Linked DNA regions of Columba livia: region 1 is linked to region 2. Evidence: chromatin contacts called from public Hi-C data. All regions are on one chromosome and are shown on one strand. The core of a region is the stretch at or near the end of the contact, and the rest is flanking DNA. Distances in the headings are between cores, read along the strand shown. Region 1 holds the start of CCNY (cyclin Y). Region 2 overlaps CCNY (cyclin Y).

The links. Hi-C and Micro-C count contacts between places; a contact is called where the count stands out from the background.
Region 1: a contact with region 2 is called in a Hi-C map of crop, with 5 times the contacts expected there. The contact joins the promoter of CCNY here to the enhancer-like site in region 2. A contact is called at or near these places in 2 of 2 Hi-C or Micro-C datasets (crop and liver).

Annotation. Positions count from the first base shown.
Region 1 is chr2:14,917,377-14,920,076 of bColLiv1.pat.W.v2, reverse strand. CCNY (cyclin Y) reads left to right here and starts at 1,388. Exons shown (of 10, transcript XM_065055119.1): 1 at 1,388-1,964. The coding sequence starts at 1,811. LOC110359956 (a long non-coding RNA gene) reads left to right here and starts at 1,971. Exons shown (of 2, transcript XR_002415542.2): 1 at 1,971-2,700.
Region 2 is chr2:14,803,775-14,806,685 of bColLiv1.pat.W.v2, reverse strand. The region is part of intron 8 of CCNY (cyclin Y); the gene reads left to right. Among named protein-coding and RNA genes, the nearest start is that of GJD4, 11 kb to the right of the region's middle. Within about 2 kb of position 1,560, at least 1 of the 3 cell types and tissues checked has an H3K27ac peak away from gene starts, as active enhancers do.

The DNA.
Region 1 (2,700 bases), core at 139-2,638, 110 kb before region 2:
CTTAATTTCCTTTTGTTTGGATGCAAATTACTGAAGACACTAATATGTAAAAGATGCTAAACCCATTCTTATTCACTTCGAGTTACTCAAACACAACGGGAGAATGTAACTCACAAACTGCTGCCCATCAGTGCTTTGGGGGGTGTCAAAATTAGGTACACAAACCTTCCTCAAAATATTTTTTTCCCTAAACTTTCTTTTTCTCGTTGTTCCTTTGTACTAGGGTTTTTTATTGGCATTAAATAAACACTCAAAGATAGCTGAAAATTAAAAAATATTTTTTTCCTTGCCATGTGTGATCTGAAAATGTGTGTTGAAAACTTGCAAGTCTTTAATGTGATCATCTGACTTCAGAAGATCTTACAAAAACATCAGATATCATGAGATGCCTTGTAGACTAGCAAGTAATTGTTCCCTGGACACGTGGCTGTAAGTCAAAGCATTTTTTATAAACACACAAATGTGCTTTTCTGTTATCAAATTATCAGTATAACCATTCAACTTCTGTGCCTGAGACCTCCAGTAGTCATGAGATTTGCTTCAGAGATTTTTAAAATGAAAAAAAAAACCAAAAAACAACTCATCAAACCAATGAAAAACATGCCCGGTCTCCATCTTTAGCGTTACATTGACACTGAAAAGGTGGATTTTGACTGGGAAAGCTCTGAACACAGTAGAGCGGTATGCAGGGGCACATTACACACCCCTCTTCCTTTTTGGCCAGTTCTCTCTGACACCGTCAGTCCGAAGGAGTTCTTAACAACTTCTCAAAGAATTCCTCAATTCTTTAAAAACCTGGAGCCCCTCGGTGACAGTTCCCCGCTGGCAGCTGCCCAGACCTCCCACCCGCGGGCCGGAGGGGCCTGGGCGGGCGGCGGAGCGGACATGGCGCCGGGGGCCTCGGCGGGTTTCTGCGGCAAAGGCAGCGGGGGTCCCTCGGGCCGGGGTTCCCCACCAGGCCGCCCGGTGGCTCCGCGGAACCCCCGCCCGGTGCGTGCCCAGCCCGGCGCCTCTCCCGCCTGGGGGAGGGAGCGCCCAGCGCGGCAACAGCTGCTGCTGTTACCCCCGCGCTGGCTCTGGCAACAACGTGCCCCCTCTTATGTACAATATACGCGTGTGGGTGTGCGCGGGGTGACCGAGCACGCTCAGGGCAGGAGCTCCGGCCGGTTCCCGCCGGCTGGCAGCGCTGGCCCGCCGGGCCGCAGTGCCGCCAGCACCGCGGGCGGCCCCACGGCCGGAGCGGAGGGCGGGCTCCGCAGCAGCGCCGGTGGCTTTCGGGGCGGCCCCTCTCCGCCGGGCCGGGCACCGCCGTCCCCCGGGAGCGGGCACAGCTCCGGCCGCCGCTCTCGCAGCCCGCCCGGCGGGAGGCGTCACCGCCGCTTGAACCGGAACCGCTTGGCGGGGGCCGCCCGGGGCGGCTGCTCCTGCGGCTGCCGCTGCCGCGGAGGCTGCGGCGCTGCCGCGTGGGTGCGTGCGTGGAGCGGCCCGGCGGCTGCGCGGGGGCGGGGGAGGAGCGCGGCGGCCCCGCCGGCGATGGGGCTGTGCTTCGGCGGGCCCTGCGCTGCCTGCCCGCGGAGGAGGGCGTAGCTGCCGCAGCCCACGCCGGCGGGCCGCGCTGCGGGGCTGCCTCCGCGGATGAACCGCCGGGGAGATCCGCCGGCGAGTGCAGCCGCAGGGCGCCGCAGCCGCCGCCTCTTCCCCCGCCGCTTCCCCGCGTCTCCGCCGCTGCCCATGGCTGCCCGCCGCCCCTGCTGACCGGCCGCCCCTCGCCTCCTCCCGAGCCGGGCCAGGCCGGGGCTGGGCAGAGAAGATGGGGAACACCACCTCCTGCTGCGTGTCCTCCAGCCCCAAGCTGCGCAGGAATGCCCACTCCCGGCTGGAGTCCTACCGCCCCGAAGCCGAGCTGAGCCGGGAGGACACGGGCTGCAACCTGCAGCACATCAGCGACCGGGAGAACATCGACGGTGAGGGCGGGCGGGCGGCCTGGGGAACCCCCGCTTCCCTTCCCCTCCCTTCCCCTCCCCGCGACGGGGCCACGGCTCGGACCCGGGCGGCTGCCCCGCGGGTGGGGCCGGGCCGGCCGGTCCCGCCACCCTGCCCCGGCGTTGAGCCCGCTGCCCTGGCACCGAGCCGCTCCGTGCCCCTCCGTGCCGCCACGGCCCGGTGCTGGTCCCCGTGTCCGCCCCTGTGGGTCTCCCGGGGGTGTCGCGGTACATTGCGCGGGGTTTAGCCTTCAGAGCTGCTCCTGTCCCCAGGGAGGGTGTGTGGGACCCTGGCAGCCAGCGCTGGGCAGCAGCTCCCCCTCCCCGCCGCATCCTCTGGCAAGGTGCGGTGTTTTGGTCCCGGGTCTGCGCTGCCAAGACCCTTCTCCCTCCACGGTGCCGTGAGGTGACATTGCTGACACCCGTCCCCGCCGCGGGGCCCGGTGGCTCAAGCACCCGTCTCGGTTGTGGCCCAGGGCCGCGTTCCCGGCAGGGCTGGGCAGTGCAGCCCCCGCGGTGCACAGCGAGCGTCACCTGCCTGGGATGTCACCTGCCGGGCCTCTGCAGGGGCGAGGATTTAAAGGACAAACCCAGCCAGCAGTAAAAGTGGGAGAACTGTTTGCCATGACAACCTTCCCCATTACTGCCATGATGAGGCACTACTCTATGATATCATGAATGCCACCTCTCCCTCTCTTTCTCTGCAGTGATATTCAAA
Region 2 (2,911 bases), core at 311-2,810:
CAGAGCTCTTCTAAGCCAAGCTCAGTGTCTGTAATGAGAAGTATATAGACTTGTCTCTGCTTTAACTCACTTAAATCAGGATGGCAGCCACTGACAAGAGTTTGCAGTGCATAAGCACTCTGGGAGGAGGGAAAAAGGAAGAAGGGAAGTAGATGAGAAGAAATGTTTACAAAGACAGAATGTTTTTTTGAATCTCAGTTTGCAGTCTCAAAGCAGTGAAAGGCCAAGCGTTTTTGCTAAAGTGGCCCTAATTTAGTTTCTTTATAGCTCACCGTTTGTCAGATTTATAGCTGGTCTAAAAATGATCTGTAAGGGAAAGGTCGAGTGTTAGGAGTCAGCTGATGGCTTTAAATTAGGCATGGTCATACACTACTAGATAAGACTTATAAATTGTGAGTAGCTGTCATTGCTCAAGTATTAGGAAAGTTATCTCTAAATCTGTATCAACAAGCAATTTGTTATAAGGTGTTTTTTCCTGAGTCAAAGTGAAAAACACAAAGCTTGCGTGGCTGTGGTATGCCGGACTTACTTTCATTAGTTTGGGGAAAAACTCTCGTTTCAAAATAGAAATGGGAAATACCACATAATGCCATTTCAGTATCTGTTTTAAAACATATAAGCTACTTTAAGGACTTATTTTCCAATGTAACCCAGACAGAACGAGATTTCCAAAATAAAAGTGGGGCTAAGAGGGGCAAGAAGCTGAAATCAGGCCCTTCACCTTTCTTTGTCCAGTATTATTCCATGCAGAATAATTTGATAACGCTTCCTTGACTGTTTTGAGTGTTTCTTGAGTGATATTTGCGAAGCTACTCTTCCCTTGATCTTGCGCTTTTGGGTGTTCGGTGGCAGTAAGGGCCTGCCTCCCTTCTTCAAGGCAAATCTGAGGGCTTTTAAAGTGTTTCTGAAGCTGGGACATGAGCTGGAGTGCTCAACAGCTTGAAGCACATGACAGTGTTAATCAGGAATGGTTATAAATACGAGTTTTGAAATTGCTGATTCTCAGAGCTTTTTGGTTTTTTGGGGTTTTTTTTTGAAGGCAGGCGATGAGGCAAACTGTGATAGTGTGAATGGAAACAAAAAGAAAAGAGGTTATTGTTTTTGACAAACACATACGATGGTGCTGCTGTTAGCAGTTGCACTTGAGCTGTGTAACACCATGGCTCACGTGGCAGGCCTGTGCTCCCATGTAACACCAGCCTGCTTTCTGCACTGTGGATTCCTTAGCCAAGCTCTGAGGCCTTGTCCTCAAAGTTCGTAGCTTCTTAACCTGTTCAGAGTTCTCAGAAACTCCAGAAACCTTTGGGGGGCCCTCTGCTCTCTGTGTGGTTCTTGGTAATCTGGCTTTGTGTTTGGAGCTTCTTGTCAATCCTTCAGCGAAGATTTTGATGCTTGTTGACCTGATGTTTATATTCCTGTTGCCTGTTTTTCCAGTATTTTTTTCCTCCTATCCCTAGTGTGATGGATTTTTTTTTTCTTATTTTTCAGGTAGTTAGGACAGTACAGTATTATGATTTTTAAGTGCCTAGCTCTGTGCAAGACAGGGCCTTTCATTGTTTATATTAATAAAGCAGAAAAGCTCTAGATCAAAATCTTCAACTGCTGTGAATCATTCAGCATAAGCAGTGCAGGCCTTTCAGGGTTTTATAAGTCACCAGCACTACATTGAGCTGTGTCTAAAAGCTACCAGAGGACTCGGTAGCTGTGTCTGTGGTCGTGTGTGTAGCATCACCTTGAGTTTCTGTGTGAATCTGAGGGGTGGCCACAGGAAAGCAGATGCTAAAGCAGTCTAATGTAGATGTATGGGGGAAGGAGGGTATCGTGGTTAGTTAAGTTATGTTAGTTCAAGTAAGAAACAGCTGTATTTTTTTAGTTCTTTCTCAGCTGTAGTTTGTCTGCTGATCTAAACTTCAAATCTGAGATCTAGAGGATAGTAAGAATCTGAGGCAGTACTCTTCAAAAGAGGTACAGACAATGTCTTTCTGCATTAAAATAGGCTTTATATGATCCTTTAACCTAGATCTTTAGGCTTAGCTTGCAGAAAGTAAAATGGTGGCAGGATAAAAGGACATTTGGAAATAATCTACTTTGTTTATTGATAGACATCTTAAAATGTAATTTTCGTTTTTATTGTTTAAAAGATAGAATCTTCCACAGTGTGAATTCATTCCAAGGAGTCCATATCTGTCTTTTGGATAGTCTTTTATTGTTAACTAATATTTGTAATTATGTAAACAGAGAATTTTGGCAGAGAGAGAGAGTGAAGGTAAGGAAAGACACTGATTATGATGTTAGTGATGTAAGAGTAGAGTGACAAGAAGAAAAATCATTCAGGGTTGAAAAACTACTGTACCAGTACCACTGCTTATCCTCAGATCCTTCCTTGTCTGTTGCCAGCTGCCTGCACATCCTTTGCACACTCACACCGCACTCAAAAAGTAGCTTGAATGCAATGTCATAGTCAATACCTGCTGGTAACACAGCTGTGTGGTCCATATAGTCTTCAGTAAACATGCAGCTCTTACCACCCATTTATTTTTTTATTTCTCATGTCTTGAAATCACTGTTTTGAATCTATCATGTGTCCCTGCATAAGTATTATGTAGGATGTCTGGTTACCATGCAATTTATGAAAATTTTCAGTCCTTAACTTCGTTGGTTTGCATATTTCTTAACATACTTCTTAATGTACTAGTATAGGTAACCAAAGTTTTCACAGGGTGGGAGCTCAAATAGAACCTCTGCTCCTATCAGCTGTTTTGACAGTGTCATTTGTTTTAGGTACTGAAAAACAAATGATCACCACTGTGAATTTTGATTGCACGTCCTATGGAAAAATTGCTTCATTCTGTTTATAAAGAAAGATAAGACAGTATGCTGAAAAATTCAGGTTTCCCATGACTAGTTTTAA